Linked DNA regions of Zea mays: region 2 is linked to region 1. Evidence: chromatin contacts called from public Hi-C data. All regions are on one chromosome and are shown on one strand. The core of a region is the stretch at or near the end of the contact, and the rest is flanking DNA. Distances in the headings are between cores, read along the strand shown. Region 1 holds the start of LOC100281256. Region 2 has its middle 22 kb from the start of LOC100502517.

What was found. Hi-C and Micro-C count contacts between places; a contact is called where the count stands out from the background.
Region 2: a contact with region 1 is called in a Hi-C map of ear, with 2.1 times the contacts expected there. The contact joins the enhancer-like site here to the promoter of LOC100281256 in region 1. A contact is called at or near these places in 3 of 25 Hi-C or Micro-C datasets (ear, leaf and tassel).

What each region holds. Positions count from the first base shown.
Region 1 is chr2:189,885,394-189,888,353 of Zm-B73-REFERENCE-NAM-5.0, reverse strand. LOC100281256 reads left to right here and starts at 1,427. Exons shown (of 1, transcript NM_001154175.2): 1 at 1,427-2,948. The coding sequence starts at 2,040. The coding sequence ends at 2,774.
Region 2 is chr2:190,032,240-190,035,069 of Zm-B73-REFERENCE-NAM-5.0, reverse strand. No RefSeq gene overlaps it. Among protein-coding and RNA genes, the nearest start is that of LOC100502517, 22 kb to the right of the region's middle. Within about 2 kb of position 1,554, at least 19 of the 20 cell types and tissues checked have an H3K27ac peak or open chromatin away from gene starts, as enhancers often do. A contact at or near this core is called in ear, leaf and tassel, where this site is marked.

The DNA.
Region 1 (2,960 bases), core at 178-2,677:
GATCAGTGGAGCGGCGAAGTGACTGCGGTCACTTCGGCTCTATCGACTGAAGGGCGCGCGTCAGGATAAGGTGTCAGGCCATCCTTGCATTAAATGCTCCTGCGATACGGTCGGTCGGTGTGGCGATCCGGGCCACGTTGCTTCTCGGCGAAGACTGGGCCTCGGGCGAGCCGAAGGTGTATCCATTGCTTGAGGGGGCCCTCGGGCGAGACGTGAATCCTCCGAGGTCGGCTGCCCTTGCCCGAGGCTGGGCTCGGGCGAGGCGAGGTCGTGTCCCTTGAGTGGACCGAGCCTTGACTTAGTCGCACCCATCAGGCCTTTGCAGCTTTGTGCTGATGGGGGTTACCAGCTGAGATTATGAGTATTGGGGGTACCCCTAATTATGGTCCCCGACAAGAAGTGACATGAAGTGATGTACCTTTGCGTTTTACCTTTTCAAGGGGTTTCTAGACTTGTGTTGGATTTAGAATTCATTTGCAAGCTCTTGTTGGCATAGTTGTGACATAGGTCCAAGATATCAAATGAATATTGTCATACTAATTGAAAGATAAATCTTGATACCTAGAGTCTAGATGTCACCTAACATTTTCTTATCATAACAAGAGGCAACATAAAAATTGCACAAGTATGGATTATACAACTAGTGATCATGTACGAAAATACCAATTGAAAACACCAATTGATACAATTTGATGTTCAAGGCAAAGGTATGGCAATTTGATGTTCAAGGCAAAGGTACGAAAATACCAATTGAAAGACACCAATTTGATGTTCAAGGCGACGCTCCCGAGACAAGCGGACAAGCGACGACGGCGCTCCTGAGTAGGGGTGGGCGTTCGGGTTACCCGGAAATTTCGGGTCAGGTAATTCGGGTATTTAAAATTTTGGGTTTTGAGAATCGATACTCGAAATTACAATGGGTTTTACAATACCCGAAAATTCGGGTTCGGGTATTCCCGAATTACCCGAATTGTTGTGTCGGCTTCATAAAAACATATACACCCTATTAAATTAGTATAAAAATACAATTTAAATAATGATATACATGGACATATAAAACACAAGCAATCTACAATCACAAGTTATGCACACTTAACATAATTATAAATGTACAAATTAATAATTAAGTATAACATGAGTACATAACACATGAAAGTTCGGATAATTCGGGTACCCAATTGTGATACCCGAATAATCTAAAATAAATTCGGGTTTTGCAAGTTGTTATCCAAAATTTTTAATTAAAATTCAGGTTTTAGGTATTTCAAGTTCAAGTATTAGAGGTTCAGACTTCGGGTTACGGGTTTTTAGCCAGGCCTACTCGTGAGGCGGGCGAGCGGTGCCATCGCACCCTGCCCATGAACCACAGTGGTGGCCCCGATGCACGAGTGGTGAAATCGGATTATGGGAGCTTGCCACATCGGACGTCGTTCCACTTCCACACCCTTCTCTTCTATCAATTTCACGGTTCCACCGCTTTGTTCGTATTTTGCCTTTGCTTCGCTTGGCTTCCTCCCTCCGAGGTTCCCCAGACCCCCAACCAACCAAAACCCTATCCGCCGCCCCCGCCCCCGCCCTTGGCTGAGGACATGTATCCACCGCTCGGGGACGCATAGGTTGTGTTACGAGTGGGAGAAAGCTTCTTCAGTACGTGCTGATCTCTCCGCCACACCTGCACAGGAGTGGCCATAGATCGCCGGAACGCGCCTCCGCCGCCGGACGCGGCGGCGGAGAAGGATGAGAGCACCCAGGGTCTACAACTCCCGGAGGACATCCGCTGGGAGCGGCTCGACAAGGCGCGCTTCTTTGTCGTGGGCGCCGGGCTCTTCTCCGCCGTCTCGGCCGCGCTCTACCCCGCCGTTGTCCTCAAGACGCGCCTCCAAGTCGCCCCTGCGGCGGCCGCGGCGGCTGAGTCAGCAGCGCTCCCGCCCTCCGCCGTCGCGGCGGCGACTGCCATCCTGCGCCAGGAGGGGCCCCTCGCCTTCTACCGCGGCTTCGCCACCTCCCTCGCCGGCACCATCCCTGCGCGCGCGCTGTACATGGGCGCGCTCGAGGCCACGCGCTCCGCCGTCGGCCCAGCCGCGCTCAGCTTCGGCGCCGCGGAGCCCGCTGCGTCGGCGGCAGCGGGCGCAGTGGCGGGCCTCGCCGCCGCCGTCGCCGCGCAGGTCGTGTGGACGCCCGTCGACGTCATCAGCCAGCGCCTCATGGTTCAGGGCAACCCCTGTCCTGCCTCCCGCTACCATGGCGGCCTTGACGCCTTCCGCAAGACCGTGGCTTCTGACGGACTACGCGGCCTGTACCGTGGGTTCGGCATGTCCATCCTAACCTACGCCCCCTCCAATGCTGTGTGGTGGGCAACTTATTCACTGTCGCAGAAGATAATTTGGAGTGGAATTGGCTGCTACTTGTGCGATTATGGTGTTGGTGTCCAGGAAATTGATCTCGGTGATGGGGATTCTTTGCTGCAGCCAGGTTGCAAGACTGTCATGGTAGTTCAGGGAGTGAGTGCCGCGATGGCCGGTGGTGCATCTGCGTTTGTGACCATGCCACTGGACACCATCAAAACCAGGATGCAAGTCATGGATGGGGACGGTGAGCCGATTACGGTGGGGAGGACAGTGCGTAGGCTGATCAAGGAAGGTGGGTTGGCTGCTTGTTACAGGGGCCTAGGCCCGAGGTGGGCGTCCATGTCATTGTCTGCCACCACCATGATCACCACCTATGAGTTCCTCAAGCGGCTCTCAGACAAGGGCCAGGGGAGTGATCTTGCATGATGTTTGATAACCAGTATAGACAACAAGTGATCAGGTGCATTTGCTTTGTTTCTTTATCGTTTCATTTCCAGCATGTTATGTGTTGAAAAAAAATGGTGGGCTAATGTTTGTAGATAATTTTTGTTTGCTCTTATAATCAAGTTTTCCGACGTGGTGCAATTTACGTTGGTTATATATTGTAGTTCT
Region 2 (2,830 bases), core at 305-2,804, 150 kb before region 1:
CTGCTTTTATAGAGGGGGTTAGACCCGTTACCAACAAAACTCCGAGCAAATCCCGCGATTTTCGCCAACAAACGCAGCGAACAACTCGGAACCCTAATCTGTTCTGCACGTGCGCGGACCGTCCGGACCGCGGACCGTCCGGCCTCAGGGTCGGACCGTCCGTCGGCTCAAATTAGTGCCCAACAGATATTGAAAGGGATGACACATGTGGTCATTTACCGGCACGACTAAGTCTATCTCTCTAGCAAATCCCTCGTCTCATTTTTTTATTTTAAACTCCACGTCTTCTATTTTTACACTCTACTAGACACAGTATAAACACATGCAGTTCTGTTAGTCCCTAACTTTGAGCCCTCCCCCCATCTATCAAGATCCTTGTGTGGGGGCCACTCCTGATTTGGGTCTGGGCACCAACCTTCATTGGAATTGCTTGCGGCGAAGGCTCGCGAGAGGGCACCTTGCTTGGGCACTGCCAGGATGCATGCACCTGAACCAGAAGTCGAGATCAACGGGCCAGCCTGATGGGTATATCACATGTATCAGTGTATATATATGTCTCATCGGATAATACTTGAAGGGAGAACCAAGGTAGATAATGTGCAGATTATATACGTATATATAGCACTACAACTTTTTATTATTCAAATATAATGTCTTTGCTGCTCAGTAAAAGTACAACCAAGCCGGACAGCAGGCTGGCTTGCTGCCCGACCAAGCGAAGGGTCAGACACATGCATGGGCGGCGGTTTGGTCCTGCATTCCTGGCCTGGTAGATCCCACGGGAAGCTAGGCCACCAGATCGCGCAGACTAGCACTTGCGCTGCTCAAGTCGTCAGATTCTCGCACGGATACAAATGCAAGCGACCAAAATTCGTCGTCCGTGGAGTTTCAGGCCCGCTTTGGTAGGGTAGCTGATTCATTAACGAATTCAGCATTTTAGAGATAAAGTGATTATCCGTTGATTCTATGGAATGATTTTCTAAAATGAACCAAGAGCTGACAACTAAAAAGAAGCAGCCTTTTTCCGATTCCGTGAAGTGATCATCTACCATGATTTTAGAGTTAATGCTAGATAATCAAAGAGAATTAATGTGAACTGTAATTTCACTTGGCTCAAAGAATTGACTCCAATAGAGAATCAGGTTCAGATGAACCTCTATCAAACTATAGTCCTCAGTTTTCTAGATTCACATGCTATTAAGGACTCGTTTGATAGAGCTCCGTTCCATGATTCTCTTTGCGAGAGTCGATTCTTTAATAGAGTGATTCTCTAGCAGAATTAAATATATTTGACGAAAACAGTTTGGCAAATAGGTTATGAAGTAATTTTTGAGGGGTTAGAGAGTGGGAGACATGTTTTTTCTTCCACTTTCTATTATAAAATAGAGACTAGACTATAAAATAGAGACTAGATTCAATCCATGGCCCCTAAGCTTTTCTAGACTGATTCAAATTGCAGAATTATGTAACGAGAACATCTGGGCCTGGCCGGCCCAGTGCCATGGCGGGCGCAGAGGCTTAACCAGGTGGAGGCCGGCCCACGCACAGCTGTGGGCCCTCGTTCTATTCTCGCCTCGCAGCGGTCCTTTCTCTCTCAGAACAGAGCACACCGAGCGGGCAGCCGGTGGTGGCCGTTCCGGACGAGGACAGCGACAGTCACGGAGGCGGCAGTTGGCGAGCTTCGCGCAGGCCCGGGGCCGGATACGGAGCCGCTAGCCATGACCCGTGGCCTTCTGACCATGGCGACCGCCTCATCGTGCATCGTGGACGCGAGAGAGAGAGAGAGAGCGATGTAGACGGAGGAGCAGCAGGGCCGGCTATCGGTTTTGGAGGGACGAGGGCCTGGTCAATCTGAATGCTCGAGCCTTATTTTTTTAATAACCAGTTGTCCATACTTAGCTACCGCTATTATATATATCAAATAATAGTTATTGATATATTTATTTAAATATAATTATTATTTATTTTTAAACACTAAGATACATGTGGTTTGGTGGTTAGCCTCAAATTTCTGTAGCAAGACGGTGTGAGTACGAGTGCTCGCTCTTTACTGATCGGCCGTGGGATGTGTCCAAAGTGTTAGCGCTGAGGCTAAAACTGTGGTAGGAGCAGGTGCCCACGTTAGTTTCTTTATAGAATAGTATAGAAATAGAAAAAATAAGAATAATAAAGTGGCAATGATAAATATTTACGACTACCTCAAGTACATAAAATTTATAGTATTAAATAATTTCAGGTTACATATAGTTTCGATGTCTCAAAATAATTAATGTTGTCGAATATTTTTTTAAGCAAAATATATGAGAACAATGTCCCAGTATATCCTTCTCGATAGAATATGTAGCTATGCTATTTAATCTTTCTTACGACATAGTTGACCTCAAACATTTTTTCAATAACTTTAACTTTGAGAAAGTTCTTTGAGCTAAGGCTATGTTCTCTCTTTTTCTTGTTCATCTTTTGAGCACCAAATAATTGCATTCTAGGCAACTTATTGAACTAAATTCATATGAAAAAGTAAAGACTAGCAAATACTACTATAGTAATCTCTACTATTCCTTAAGAGGCTATTGTAGACGTCCACACCACTACGTGGTGCACGGTTCTGCCGCGAGTCCGCGCCCTTCCGCCTCGCTCCGATGGAAGGTCGTGCATTGCGCCGCCTCCCCCGCCCCTTCCATACTCCTCCCGCGCCCCTTCCATCCCCACCGTGCTCCATGCCCCGGCCTCCACCATCCCCGCCCCACGAGTCGTCCCCGACCTCAGAAATCTCGTCGCGCCCCCGGAATTCTCCCCGCCCCAAAACCTCCCCTACCTCCCACCCAGAGAA